2 separate regions of the Sus scrofa genome follow, and region 1 is linked to region 2. The links are chromatin contacts, called in public HiChIP or PLAC-seq maps. All regions are on one chromosome and are shown on one strand. Each heading gives the region's core, a stretch centred on a gene start, on an enhancer-like site or on the middle of the called end of the contact. The rest is flanking DNA. Distances are from core to core; before and after follow the strand shown.

Region 1 (6,272 bases), core at 2,290-4,789, 290 kb before region 2:
GTAATTAAGGTTGCTGGATCATGACCAAAAGAAACTGAAAGTAATCTGCCATGGCTTTGAATTTTTACCTTCCAATTTGCAAAGAGTAAACTAGTTTCACTTCTTGGTTGCCATGGACCTCGACACCGTTATCTGTGTCACTTCCCCACCCAGAGAAGATTTTTCTTCACTAAGACTGAAAGAGCACAAAGTTGCTATTCTCAAGAAAATGTCCTAACATTTTCCTTAAATCAAAGCACCTTTTTCCCCTTTTTATCTAACTTGAAGTACTAGAGAAAATAGTTTTTTAGAACTTGAGTTTTATCCCATAACCAGGGGCTCCTAGGGCACCCCTGCTAAAAACACACAGCTGAACAATTATTTCTCACCAACAAGCAAGGTGCTCAAAACTATTATGAGTTGGGGCAACATTTTAATGCCTTAAGATAAGCAATGGGAGTTCCCGTCATGGCGTCGTGGCGCAGCAGTTAACGAATCGACTAGGAACTATGAGGTGGCGGGTTCGGTCCCTGCCCTTGCTCAGTGAGTTAACGATCCGGCGTTGCCATGAGCTGTGGTGTAGGTTGCAGACGCGGCTCAGATCCCGAGTTGCTGTGGCTCTGGCATAGGGTGGCAGCTACAGCTCCGATTAGACCCCTAGCCTGGGAACCTCCATATGCTGCGGGAGTGGCCCACATAAAGGCAAAAAGACAAAAAAAAAAGAAAAAAAAAAAAAAAAGATAAGCGATGAACGTTAATATAGTACTGGAGTAAGATCAGAGAAGTGTTCTTTTCAATGTTTACTTTCTATAATAATAACAGTAATACTAATAACTAGAATATACTGAGCAGTTCTAATGTGCTAAATAAACACTGTCCTAGGTTCTTCACAAATAGGATGTTTAATTCAGTTCTCACAGGGACCTTGAGGAAAGTATTTTTACCCTTATTTCACAGATAAGGAGACTGAGGCCTAAAGAGATTAAATCGGCTGTCCTTGATCATACAGATAACTGTCCAATAATGTCTTTCTGAACTCAAATGTTCTCTCCTTTCCTTCAATATTCCTCTTCAAAATGAAAAAGGAAGCCAGAAACTTGAGGAAACTGCAAAGATTTCTCTCCCCATCTCACAAAAGTACTGCTTTGCAAAAAGTTGACTGTTCCTACAGTCCAAAAAAGGAAACATAAAAAACAAAAATTGTTAATACTGAGGAGTTCCTGTCGTGGCGCAGCGGAAACAAATCCGACTAGGGGAGTTCCCGTCGTGGCGCAGTGGTTAACGAATCCGACTAGGAACCATGAGGTTGAGGGTTCGGCCCCTGCCCTTGCTCAGTGGGTTAAGGATCTGGCGTTGCCATGAGCTGTGGTGTAGGTTGCAGACGCGGCTCGGATCCCGCGTTGCTGTGGCTCTGGTGTAGGCCTGTGGCTACAGCTCCGATTGGACCCCTAGCCTGGGAACCTCCATATGCCGTGGGAGCGGCCCAAAGTAATAGCAAAAAGACAAAAATAAAATAAAAAATAAAAAAAACAAATCCGACTAGGAACTATGAGGTTGTGGGTTCGATCCCTGGCCTTGCTCAGTGGGTTAAGGATCCAGTGTTGCCATGAGCTGTGGTGTAGGTCGCAGAGGCGGCTCGGATCCTGTGTTGCTGTGGCTGTGGCGTAGGCTGGCAGCTGTAGCTCTGATTAAACTCCTAGCCTGGGAACCTCCACATGCCATGGGTGTGGCTCTGAAAAAAAAAAAGTATTAAAACTCAAACTCAAATGAACTCACAGCAGTCAGTAGGCACAAAAGATCAGGTTTTGTCCCACCTCTTAAACCCCACTTCCTGATTTAACAGTTTTCCCATAGATTCTGATTATAACCCCTGCAGACCTTCAAAATTTAATGATCTCACCATGGAAAACCCCAGAGAACAGCAGTTAGCAAGACTGGAGAGCTCCCTAGACCAGGAAGGAAAAGGAATCAGTTGGCAGGAAGCGGTGCCTGTCTAAAAACATAGAGGTCTTCAGCATTCCTATTAACACTGTGATTCCACAACACTTTAATCTGAAGCTATTTCTGCATTCCCTTGCACTATTTTTACTAAATTACTAAAAGCTGATTCCCATATGTTTAACAGCATCCTAACAGAAATAAGACTGCCATATAGCCACCAATGACCCTCATTTCTCTCTTGCTATTAAACAAACAAGCCACAGGTTTAAAAGATTACTATCCCTGAATCAATTAGAAAGGGTAGCACGTGGGGGCACAACTAAACATGAATTTCATCATCAAGTGGACTGTGAATAGCAAAAATCTTAAATTTAAGATTTGAAACATACACTCCTTTTACTTCTCAGGACTGCAAACAAATTGAAACTAAACCAACAACAGACTGATGAATGTAGAGTTGCTAAGAGTCTCAAGAAACGCCTAAAAGGGGGTCGGGGTGGGAGTGGAGAGTAACTTAAAAGTCTGCTCTCCAACTAAACAACTTTAAAGAATTTAGTGCATTTGCACAAGAAGTACACTACCAGGCAGAGGGGAAAAGGTTACTTGAGTTTGAACAAACCCTTATAAAATGCTAAAGAAATAATCTCGATTCTAGGTCACCCTGTAATTATTCCCAATGGGAAAGAGCCAACTCTGGATAAAGTGAGGTCGTGCTTAAGAATTTTCCTCACTTTTCTTGTCCCCCTACAGACGGTCCCAAGCTCTCATCAGAACCTCTTAGGAGTCTAGAAGAAAAATTCATACGTGCAGAGCTGGGGGAGCAAGGGAAGGGGCCACCCACGAGCAAACAACCACCTGTGCGAGGTGGAGACCACCCCCCCAAGAAGGAGTTCTGTTTAAAGTGAGAAGCAGCTCTTGTGGTGGCTTTCCGAACCCAGGACCGACACTAGTTACTCACCCAACTCCACTGTCCCTTATGCCAGAACTCCAGCCACCGGCCCCCTCCCGGCTGAGGGCAGCCCCTCCAAAGCCCTACGCCCCCAGACCCGGGTCTGCTCCCACACCCAGCCATCTCCAAAGCTCGCTGCCGGCTCCTTTGCCTGACAGCTGTCTTGCCGCCACCAGGCAGCCCCAACTTCCTTCTCCCAGGTCCCCCAAACCAGCCTTCTGGGGTCGGTGGCACCCCAGGCCCGCGGGATTTAGGGTTTAGGATCTGGAAGGGTTTGGTCCAATCCCCTCTTCCTTTCAGCGTCCTGGGCTCACCTCCCCGGCAGCTTGGCGCTTCTCTTCCAAAACTGCTTGCTGTTCTCGGCGGCCATTGCTCCAGCCCGGGGAAGGCCTTGTAGGTGGGCCGGGGGGGTGGGGGTGCTACCCAGCAGATGCCCCCAAGACCCCGCAATCGCAGGGCCAGCCCAGGCCGCTTCCCAGCCGCCGGTCACCCGCTCCCAGCTCCCGGGAGCGCCATCTTGGATGTGGGCACCACCACCCCCCATCCAGTGCCGCTGCCATTGGTGGGCTGCGCTGGCCGTGGTCAGATGAGCCAATCGGGAGCTGGAATCCTGCACGCCGCTGATGCCGAACTGTAACGTCAGGGGCGGGGCACACAGGTGAACCGGGAAGGCGGAGCTTGGACGAACAGGGAGGCGGGGCCGAAAGTTCTTAACCCAAGCTGGGGAAGAAGCAGGTAAAGAAAGAGACCTACGGGAAGGAGGAGAGGGTTCTGTTTTCTTTGGGGGAGGGGGCAGTAATGAGGTTCCTGAGTGTAGTATTTTGGAGAAAGAGAGAGCATATTATATGAACATACATACATCCTTGACCTAAAAATAAGGGCACACGAGTGGGTTGCAGCCCATTTTTAACGTCTCCCAACTCAACAACACTCTGGTTATTACTTTCCCCGTCCCGGTTGCCTTGGTACCCTGATATTTTGTAAACTATGGAGGAAGATCAATACTGATCTGATGGCTCAGAGCTGCCAACTGTTCAACACATGAGTAACGGTTGGTTCAAAAGAGCCTCTCTCTCCTAAGGTAATTGATCACTATTAAAGGACTTGTGCTGTGGATGAAATTCAAATGATCAAACCTCTGTTTCAACCAATAACTGCCACTTTCTGACCATGAGAATCCAGATGCTGACAAACTGTTTAGGAAATATTCTTATTTTATCCATCCAATTCAGAATACCAAGTAACATTTCCTGAGAGGACAAAGCACATCCCCAAGGCATGAATCACAAATATTAAGAATGTACCCCCAAACGGAGTTCCCACTCCTGCTGTAGTGCCACAGGATCAGCAGCTGGAGCGCTGGGATGCAGGTTCAATCCCTCACCTGGCCCAGTGAGTTAAGGATCCAGCATTGTCACAGCTGCTGTGTAGCTCACAACTGCGGCTTGGATCTGATCCTTGGACCAGGAGCTCCATATGCCGCAGGATGCAAAAAAAGAAAAAAAAAGATAATGTACCTCCGAAACATCCTTATTTTCTCTTATTAATCCATTATAAATCTTTCACCCTTGACCTTACTTTCAATCTACTTTTGGCTCAGAATGAGAGTTTGTTTTTTGTTTTGTTTTGTTTTGGTTCTTTTTGGCAGCATCCATGGCATGCAGAAGTTCCCAGGCCAGGAAAGTGCCACTGCAGTGACCAGAGACACTTCAGTGACAGTGGCTGAATTCAACCCACTCAACCCACTGAGCCACACAGGAAATCCTCAGAATGAGATTTAATATTAGCATTTTGAATTCTTTAATTAAATTTATTTATTTATTTTTGTCCTTTTAGGGCCACACCCACGGCATATGGAGGTTCCCAGGCTAGGGATCTAATCAGAGCTGTAGCCTCTGGCCAGTACCACAGCCATAGCAATGTGGGATCCAAGCTACGTCTGCAACCTACACCACAGTTCACTGCAATGCCAGATCCTTAACCCACTGAGCAAGGCCAGGGATCAAACCCACAACCTCATGGTTCCTAGTAGGATTCATTTCCGCTGAGCCACGACAGGAACTCCTAGCATTTTGAATTCTTTATCGCATATCTTGTTGGTGTTTTTGCTCTTTTGAGTTTCTGTGGTTGTATGCCACAGTGATGGGGGGAGGGTAGAGGGGACAGGGAGGACACCCTAGTCCAGATAGTTTTTTTTTTTTTTATCTCAAAGGTCTGTTGAGATAGGCTGATGTTCTCCACTCTTGGTACTAGCACAGTCCTACATCATATTGGGAGGTCTAAAGGAACTTCTTTTATATGCCCTCTAACGGTCTACTTCTACATAGACATAAGCCCATTTTCAAGCTTCTTTTGTCCCCTAATTTCACAATATAAAAAGGGCTATTTTAATTTGCTCTGAATTTCCCATGTTTTCATTGATTTTCATCCTATCTTGTCTCAGAGTCACCCTTATGGGTATTTACTCCATCACACAAAATCCCCTCTATCCTTTTAATCATTATAGCTGCCTTTCTTTGGCTCTTTTTCTTATGATGCAGTGTCTAGCATTGCATACTGAGCTCCAAAAGGCATTTCCTTAGGTTTGCGTTGAAGTTGGTGTTTTGTCTTCCTTCTGGACCACCAGAACTTTTGCTGGCACTTTGGATTTTACAGGAGCTGATGTCTTTTTTCTTTTTCTTTTTTCTTTTTTTTTTTTCCTTTTTGCCATTTCTTGGGCTGCTGCCATGGCATGTGGAGTTTCCCAGGCTAGGGGTCAAATCAGAGCTGTAGCCACTGGCCTACAGCAGAGCCACAGCAACTCGGGATCCGAACCACGTCTATGACCTACACAACAGCTCACAGCAACGCCGGATTCTTAACCCACTGAGCAAGGCCAGGGATCGAACCCGCCACCTCATGGTTCCTAGTCGGATTCATTAACCACTGAGCCACAACAGGAACACTGAGGAGCTGATATCTTGAAGGGATCATCTACAGCAACTTCTGATCCCTTTCCTCAGTGGAAGCTGGCAGTTCAGAGTTCATTGTCTTAAAGGTGTCACCTGAATTGTCCCCTCTGTGTGAGCTGCCTTACATGTGTCCACATGGCAAATCACCTGTGACTTTCTAGCCTCCTCACATAACTTTAGAAATGTTCCAGAAGATGCTCCCTATTGACTTGACATTTCACTATGTGGAAAGCAGAGTGTAATCTGTTATACCTAAAAATGTCTCAAAGTATTCCTTTTTCTTAATCATTTATGAAATGTTAAATAACACAGATTCCCAGGGGATACTGTTAACACTGTTCAACCCAGAGAAGCTGTTAATATTCCTACTCTTTATTTTCTACTCCTAAGCCAGTTTCCCATCCAAGATTAAAAAAAAAAAAAGAGTCTAGGAGTTCTCTCGTGGCATAGCA
Region 2 (6,773 bases), core at 1,751-4,250:
CGCGGGATCCGAGCCGCGTCTGTAACCTACACCACAGCTCACGGCAATGCCGGATCGTTAACCCACTGAGCAAGGGCAGGGACCAAACTCGCAACCTCATGGTTCCTAGTCGGATTCATTAACCACTGCGCCATGACAGGAACTCCTTTATTTGCTTTTAAAAAAAAATTTTTTTTTTAGGGCCGCACCCTCGGCATATGGAGGTTCCCAGGCTAGGGGTCCAATTGGAGCTACAGCTGCCAGCCAGTACCACAGCTCACTGCAATGCCAGATCCTTAGCCCACTAAGGCCAGGGATAGAACCCACAACTGTATGGTTCCTAGTCAAATCACTTCTGCTGCGATATAATGGGAACTCCTGTATTCCTTCTCTTAATTAACGGGAACACCAGTTCTCCAAATTTAAAAACTTCCTCATCCCCACCAATGAACCAATCACCATATCCTCAATTCTGCATCCTGTATACTTCACACATTCATCACCTTCTCTTTAGCACTACACTAATGGCAGTCAAGGCCCTCACCATCTCTCCCAAAGACCATCACAGAGAGATATTTAATCACTATACTTCCAATCCTCCATCTCCTGTCTGATCCACCCCCTACAAGTTATTTTTCTAAAACACAAATTGGTTCACATTGCTCATCTGTTTTAAGCCCCTTCCTTGACTTCTCATATAATGCTGGGGAACAATTTAGCATGGTGGCTAAGAACATAGGCACTGGAGTTAGAAAAAGCTGGATGTGAATGCTAGATTCTCCATCTATTAAACAGAGACACTGTTTAAACTCTCTAAGCCTCAGAGTTTTCATTTATAAAATGAGGACAACTGTGTCCTTCCAACAATGTTGTTAAGAGATTATAAATTGGTAATATCTAAAACATTTGTCTCAATACCCAAATTAATTGCTTAATAGTTGTTATAAGATGAAATCCAAATTACTTAGCATGGCCCTTTATGATCTGGTTACTGCCTACCTGTTCAGTCTCATTTCCCATTCCTCTCTCCCATTCTTCATTGCCATACTATTTCATATCACTTTGGTTTTTTTACCCATTTCCTTGGCCTGCAAAACCTAGCTCCCAGTGTCTTGCCCAATGAGTAAACTCTAGTCCGAACTTGATTCTGCCCTTTGAACCTTAAACACAACTCTATCACTTTGTATTACAGATATTTTGTTTCCCTCTCATACTAAATTGTTTCTTTCTTTCCCTTTTTTTTTTTTGCTTTTTAAGCTCACACCGGAGGCATATGGAGGTTTCCAGGCTAGGGGTCAAATCGGAGCTACAGCAACACAGGATCTGCGACCTACTCCACAGCTTACGGCAACTCCAGATCTTTAACCCAAGGAGTGAGGCCAGGGATCGAACCTGAAACCTCATGGTTCCTAATCAGATTCATTTCCACTGCGCCACAACGGGAACTCCCTAAACTGTTTCTTGAAAGCGGAGATAAGTGGAGAAAATAATACATACAACCTAATAACAGACATGGAAATTCACCTCAGAGACATGAAATCTTATCAATGTCTGTTGAACAAACTTATAGAAAGGACCTAAAATGATCATTCTGTTCCCAAATGAATTTAATGTAACTAATGGTTTATTTATTTTATTTCTTATTATTATTTAAAAAAATAACATCAAGCTAATAAGAGTTTACGTGAACTGGTTAGGACCTTCACACTTGGACATTTTTTTGGTGGGAGTTTTAGAACAGCTGTGGAAGAACATGGATTCAACTGGGTCCCCAAAATTGTTTTGGTCCAAAGCAGAAAAATAATAAAAAATAGGGCCTATAGTACTCAAGGTGGCCGATGTAAATATCAGTCAAAACGTCAATGTAGCAAAGTTAAGGGAGAGATGTCCATAAAGATTCCACCATGGGAACAATCAAATTGAGCAAACAGAAAACATGAGAATAGTAAGTATCTGGGAATAGTCCCTATTATAAGGAGATGGCCAAATACTTTAAAATACACTAGCCAATACCAAAACTGTGTAGGCTAGAAAAAGTGTGGCCTGCAGGCTTAGTGGTCTTAAAACACTAAGTAACATGAGGCAGGCGAATCTCCTTGTTCTAAAAGGTGATTATTAACAGCTCATTTACTTGGGTCAATAAGTTATATTTCTTCCTGAAATCCGAGATGCTATGTTTATCATATATGTACCAAGTCCACATTAAAAAAAAAAAATCCTTTCCTAACAATTATTAGAAAAAGATGTTTTAGGAATTCCCGTTGTGGCTCAGGGGTAACGAACCTGACTAGTATCCGTGAGGACCGGTTCGATTCCCGGCCTCACTTAGCGGGTTAAGGATCCAGCGTCACAGTGAGCTGCCATGTAGGTCTCAGACGCGGCTGGGATCCCGCATTTTTGTGGCTGTTGTGTAGGCTGGCAGCTGCGGCTCCGATTCGACCCCTAGCCTGGGAAATTCTATACGGTGCAGGGGCAGCCCTAAAAAGACCAAAGAAAGAAAGAAAAAGATGTTTCGGATGGAAGGCGAGGGATTTACTCGCATTATATTTTTTTTAATTAGAAAATTTTCAAAAAGGCAGCAAAATCTAGACTTCGCTAGCATTGTTGTGTTGGAAACTGCCGTGAGGCCTGCGAAACAAATTTAATCACAGTCGAACCTGCTTTGCTCTCCTCGGCAGAGCCACGTTAAAAAAGGAGTCGACCCGGGGTGGGGGTGGGGGGGGGTTGGTAGGGTATGCTGTCAGTCTGCAAAACGCCAGAGGATCAGAAAAGGGGAATGCCATTCACTACACAAGAATAGCACTGGCTGCGAAGGGTGGGCTGCACGGGGATGTTATACACGGATGCAGCGGCGAGGCTGTCACGGAGCTGCCTCCCCCTCCCGGCCTCGGGCCCCAGTCACTCACATGCGGGGACCGTGCCCCCTCGGGCTCCTCCCGCCTCGGAGACAGCAAGCCGCCGGGCGTGAAGAAGCCGACAACTTCCTGATTCCGGGCGCGTAACCCGGAAGCAATTCCCACGCCAGCGCCGAGGCTGCGGTCCTTTTTCCTGCCCCGCCCTTCCGCCAGAAGCTAAACGCGCGAAGCCTCGGAGTGCACGGGAACTCCCGCGACGTCTGGCAAGTACGCCTTCTTGCTCCCCCTGGCGTCCGGTTCTTCCTCTGAATTCGGTCCTTCCTCTGAATTCGGTCCTTTTCAGTCCTTGCTAGGGCCTTTCCTTCGCTAACACACACTTCATAGCTCAACTGATTCATTCAATGGGTATTTGCTGATCCTCTTACTACCTGCCTGGCACCGTGTTAGGCATTAAGAGGTGGGATTGGGAAGGATACGTAAATGGTGAGCAGGCCCTTACTCTTGTGACCTAAAAGAAAGACAAGCAAATAAATCGCTCACATGTACATATGGCCCACTCATAATGTTTATTGAGAATGTACTCTGTGCCAGACGTTACAGAGGTTTTTAGAGGTTCCCTTGTGGCTCAGCGGGTTAAGGAGCCAGCATTGTCACTGCAGCTACTCCGATTGCTGCTGTGGTGCAGGTCGATCTCTGGCCCAGGAACTTCCATATGCCAGAGGTCTGGCCAAAAAGGGGGGGAAAAAAAAAGACTTTATATCATGAAACCACTTCAGCAATTCTCATTTACCCTCATACCAACCAGCTGAGGTTTATGGAAAGGTTAAATTGCTCAAGATTACACTGGAAGTTCCCTTTGTTCAGGTTCTGGTCTGGAATAGGCTCTATGTGAATGCTGAACTGAACTGGAAGAGGCCAAGTTCTAACATGTTAGAGCTGTTAACAGTCTACTGGGTGAGAACAAAATTTGACACAAGCAGTTAGACAATGATGGAAGGGGACACCAAATTAAAGACCAAGAAGAGAGAAGGGGAGAGAGTCTACTGTAGAGTGGAGAGGTTTTCTGAAGAAGCTGGAACAAGGGCATGGACAAGGTTTGGGAAAGCATTACAAGGAGAAAGGCCATCTTGGGCAGAGGTCTGGAAGTGAGAAGACTGTTGCCACATTTAAGGCTTGGATAATAAAATAGGAAATCCAGCTGGAGAAGTCAGGGGTCAATGGTGAAGGTCCTTCAAGTTCAGACCAAGTGATTTGGGACTTTAACAAGCAAAGGGAAAACATCTAATACTTTGTGGCAATATCTTGTAGCGTTTTGGGAGGAAAGTTTTTGTGATTGTGTGTGTGTGTGATAGATTAGTGGGGGAAAGCCAAAAAGCAGAGAATGCAGGAAAAGGGCTCTTGAAATAATCCTGGTGTTAAAGGTATGAAACAGCAGTGGGAATGGGAACGAAGGGATACAATTTGGAGATGTTTGGAAAAAAAGAATTGATGGGTCTTGATAATGTGTCGCTTGAAGGGAGCAGAGAGATAAAGAATGACCTTCATGTTTCCAGCTTGAAAAATGATGTTTCTGTAAAAGTCTATAATTTCCTTTTCAATAAAGGGCATTTAGGGAGTTCCCTGGTGGCTTAGTGGTTAAGGATCTGGTGTTGTCTCTGCTGTGGCTCAGGTATCTGCTGTGGCTTGGGTTAATTCCTGGCCTGGGAAAAATTTGGTCAATCCTCAAAGGTATATTTTTATAAAGCAGCTCATAAAGTAAGGAGGCAGTGCCTATTCTTCACAGTGATTGGTTTATAGTATTAGAGTTTTCTTAGTGATAGAAAATGGGTTAAAAGTGGTTACCTCAGAGTTCCCATTGTGGCTCAGCAGGTTAAGAACCCAACTCCTATCCATGAGGTTGTGGGTTTGACCTCTGGGCTCCTTCAGTGGGTTAAGAATCCGATGTTGCCACAAGCTGTGGTGTAGGCTGCAGACGCTGCTTTGATCTGGCATTGTTGTGCCAGTGGTGTAGGCCAGCAGCAGAACTCCACCCCTAGCCTGGGAACTTCCATATGCTGGCGGCCCTAAAAAGAAAAAAAAGTGGTTACCCATATTAATTTTGGGGAACAGTTTCATTTATGATTTTCAGAGAAAAGAAGAACAAGAAGTGGCCCAAGTTAAGTTTTGCTTATTTTAAGAATCATCTAGGAGTTCCTGTTGCGGCTCAGTGGAATCTAAGATCTATGAGGATGCAGGCTTGATCCCTGGCCTTGCTCAGTGGGTTAAGTATATGGCATTGCCATGAGCGACTCAGATCTGGCATTGCTACGGCTGGGGTGTAGGCCAGCGGCTACAGCTCTGATTCAACCCCTAGCCTGGGAACCTTCATATGCCACGGATGCAGCCCTAAAAAAAGAAAGAAAGAAAGAAAGAAATCTAAATTAAATTTTATTTGTATGACCTGACTAGTTTGTCTGCTCAGGGAATTTTCAAGTCTGGGCTCCATTTGTGTTTGATTTTTAACAATGGGAAAGTACACAATAGTGCTTAAGTGGACGCCTGGCACAAAGTAAGCATTCATTTAACTATCATTATTAAGAGATGTGCAAAACATTTACAATATGTTTATTAACCCCATTTCTTTCTTGTCCTCCCTCTAAACCTCCTGGAATTGCCTCTACTTTGCTTCTCTTTGATCATGAGCGAACCCTCCTTACAACCTTGGGGCACCATCTATCTCAGACACGGTTGTTCTAGGCCTTGCTTTAGCCCTGATTTATTTGATCTTCATTCTCCTCTTTCTCCTTTTCCTTATCTCTCATTTTTTTCCCAGCCCTCTCCCCTCTCCCCAGGCGCTTTGCTTTTGGAAGTCTAGAAGCTCTGATTTGCTGCATGGTCATGGACAAATTAACAAGTCATTTACTGCTGAGTCTCAGTTTTCAGATCTGAAAATGGCAGTAACAACATAACTTTTTATAAGACTGTTGGAGTTCCCGACATGGCTCAGTGGTTAACAAATCCAACTAGGAACCATGAGGTTGCAGGTTCAATCCCTGGCCTTGCTCAGTGGGTTAAGAATCCAGTGTTGCAGGGAGCTATGGTATAAGTCACAGACGCAGTTTGGATCTGGCGATGCTGTGGCTCGGGTGTAAGCCGGCAGCTACAGCTCCGATTTGACCCCTAGCCTGGGAACCTCCATATGCCGCGGGAGCAGCCCTAGAAAAGGCAAAAAGACCAAAAAAAAAAAAAAAAAAAAAAAAAAAAATATATATATATATATATATATATATATATATAAAAGACTGTTTGCGGAGTAGGTAAGATAATAATGTTCAAGCGCTATGTAAACGTACAGCACCTTACAAGCTTTAGTTTTTGGCATCTCTCAACTCTATTCCCTTCCATTCACTTCCGCTCTTTCCGTCTCTGCTCAATGCGGGACTAAGAAATTCTTCGAATTGAAGATGAGCATTTAATTCCCACAGAAGTGCAGATTTGTTGGTGTTCACTCCTTCCACGCCTAAACAAACCAATCAGAGCGTTCGGAGAGTGGCGCGGTGTTTCTCCGCTTGGAGACCATCTCTGACAGAGCTTGCACTTTTCTCCGTCTGCGCCGGACCGTTTGTTTTCACATCGCACCTCAGATTCCCGACCTTGGAGGTGGAGGTCTTTCCCCTTCCTTGTCTCAAGCCCCCGAAGATCTTGGCGTCGCTAGACCTGAACCACGGGAACCGGAAGTGTGTGCAGCAGCCTCGGGTCTCCCGGGAGTCGACGCCGGAAGTAGCGATTGCAACGGCGGGACTCCGCTAGCTTCACTATGGCGGCTATCCCTCCAGACTCCTGGCAGCCCCCCAACGTATACTTGGAGACCAGGTGAGGGTGCAGCCCCTGAGGCTGGGCTGGCGGAAGCGACGCGGATCCCAAGCTTAGCCGCGGGGGTCGGTTTCGGCGCGCTCCATC

Evidence for each region. HiChIP or PLAC-seq counts read pairs in DNA pulled down with a chosen protein or histone mark.
Region 1: an H3K27ac HiChIP or PLAC-seq map of alveolar macrophages shows a contact between it and region 2. The contact joins the promoter of TMEM217 here to the promoter of PPIL1 in region 2. A contact is called at or near these places in 3 of 47 Hi-C or Micro-C datasets (embryonic fibroblasts, liver and skeletal muscle) and 1 of 2 datasets of contacts at active chromatin or transcription factors (alveolar macrophages).

Annotation. Positions count from the first base shown.
Region 1 is chr7:32,836,382-32,842,653 of Sscrofa11.1, reverse strand. It overlaps TMEM217 (transmembrane protein 217), which reads left to right and starts at 3,539. Exons shown (of 2, transcript XM_001927644.5): 1 at 3,539-3,604. It overlaps TBC1D22B (TBC1 domain family member 22B), which reads right to left and starts at 3,476. Exons shown (of 13, transcript XM_003128372.4): 1 at 3,184-3,476. The coding sequence starts at 3,413.
Region 2 is chr7:32,544,101-32,550,873 of Sscrofa11.1, reverse strand. PPIL1 (peptidyl-prolyl cis-trans isomerase-like 1) reads left to right here and starts at 3,000. Exons shown (of 5, transcript XM_003128368.5): 1 at 3,000-3,101; 2 at 6,299-6,686. The coding sequence starts at 6,631. C7H6orf89 (bombesin receptor-activated protein C6orf89 homolog) reads right to left here and starts at 6,305. Exons shown (of 10, transcript XM_021098652.1): 1 at 6,172-6,305; 2 at 2,886-3,342.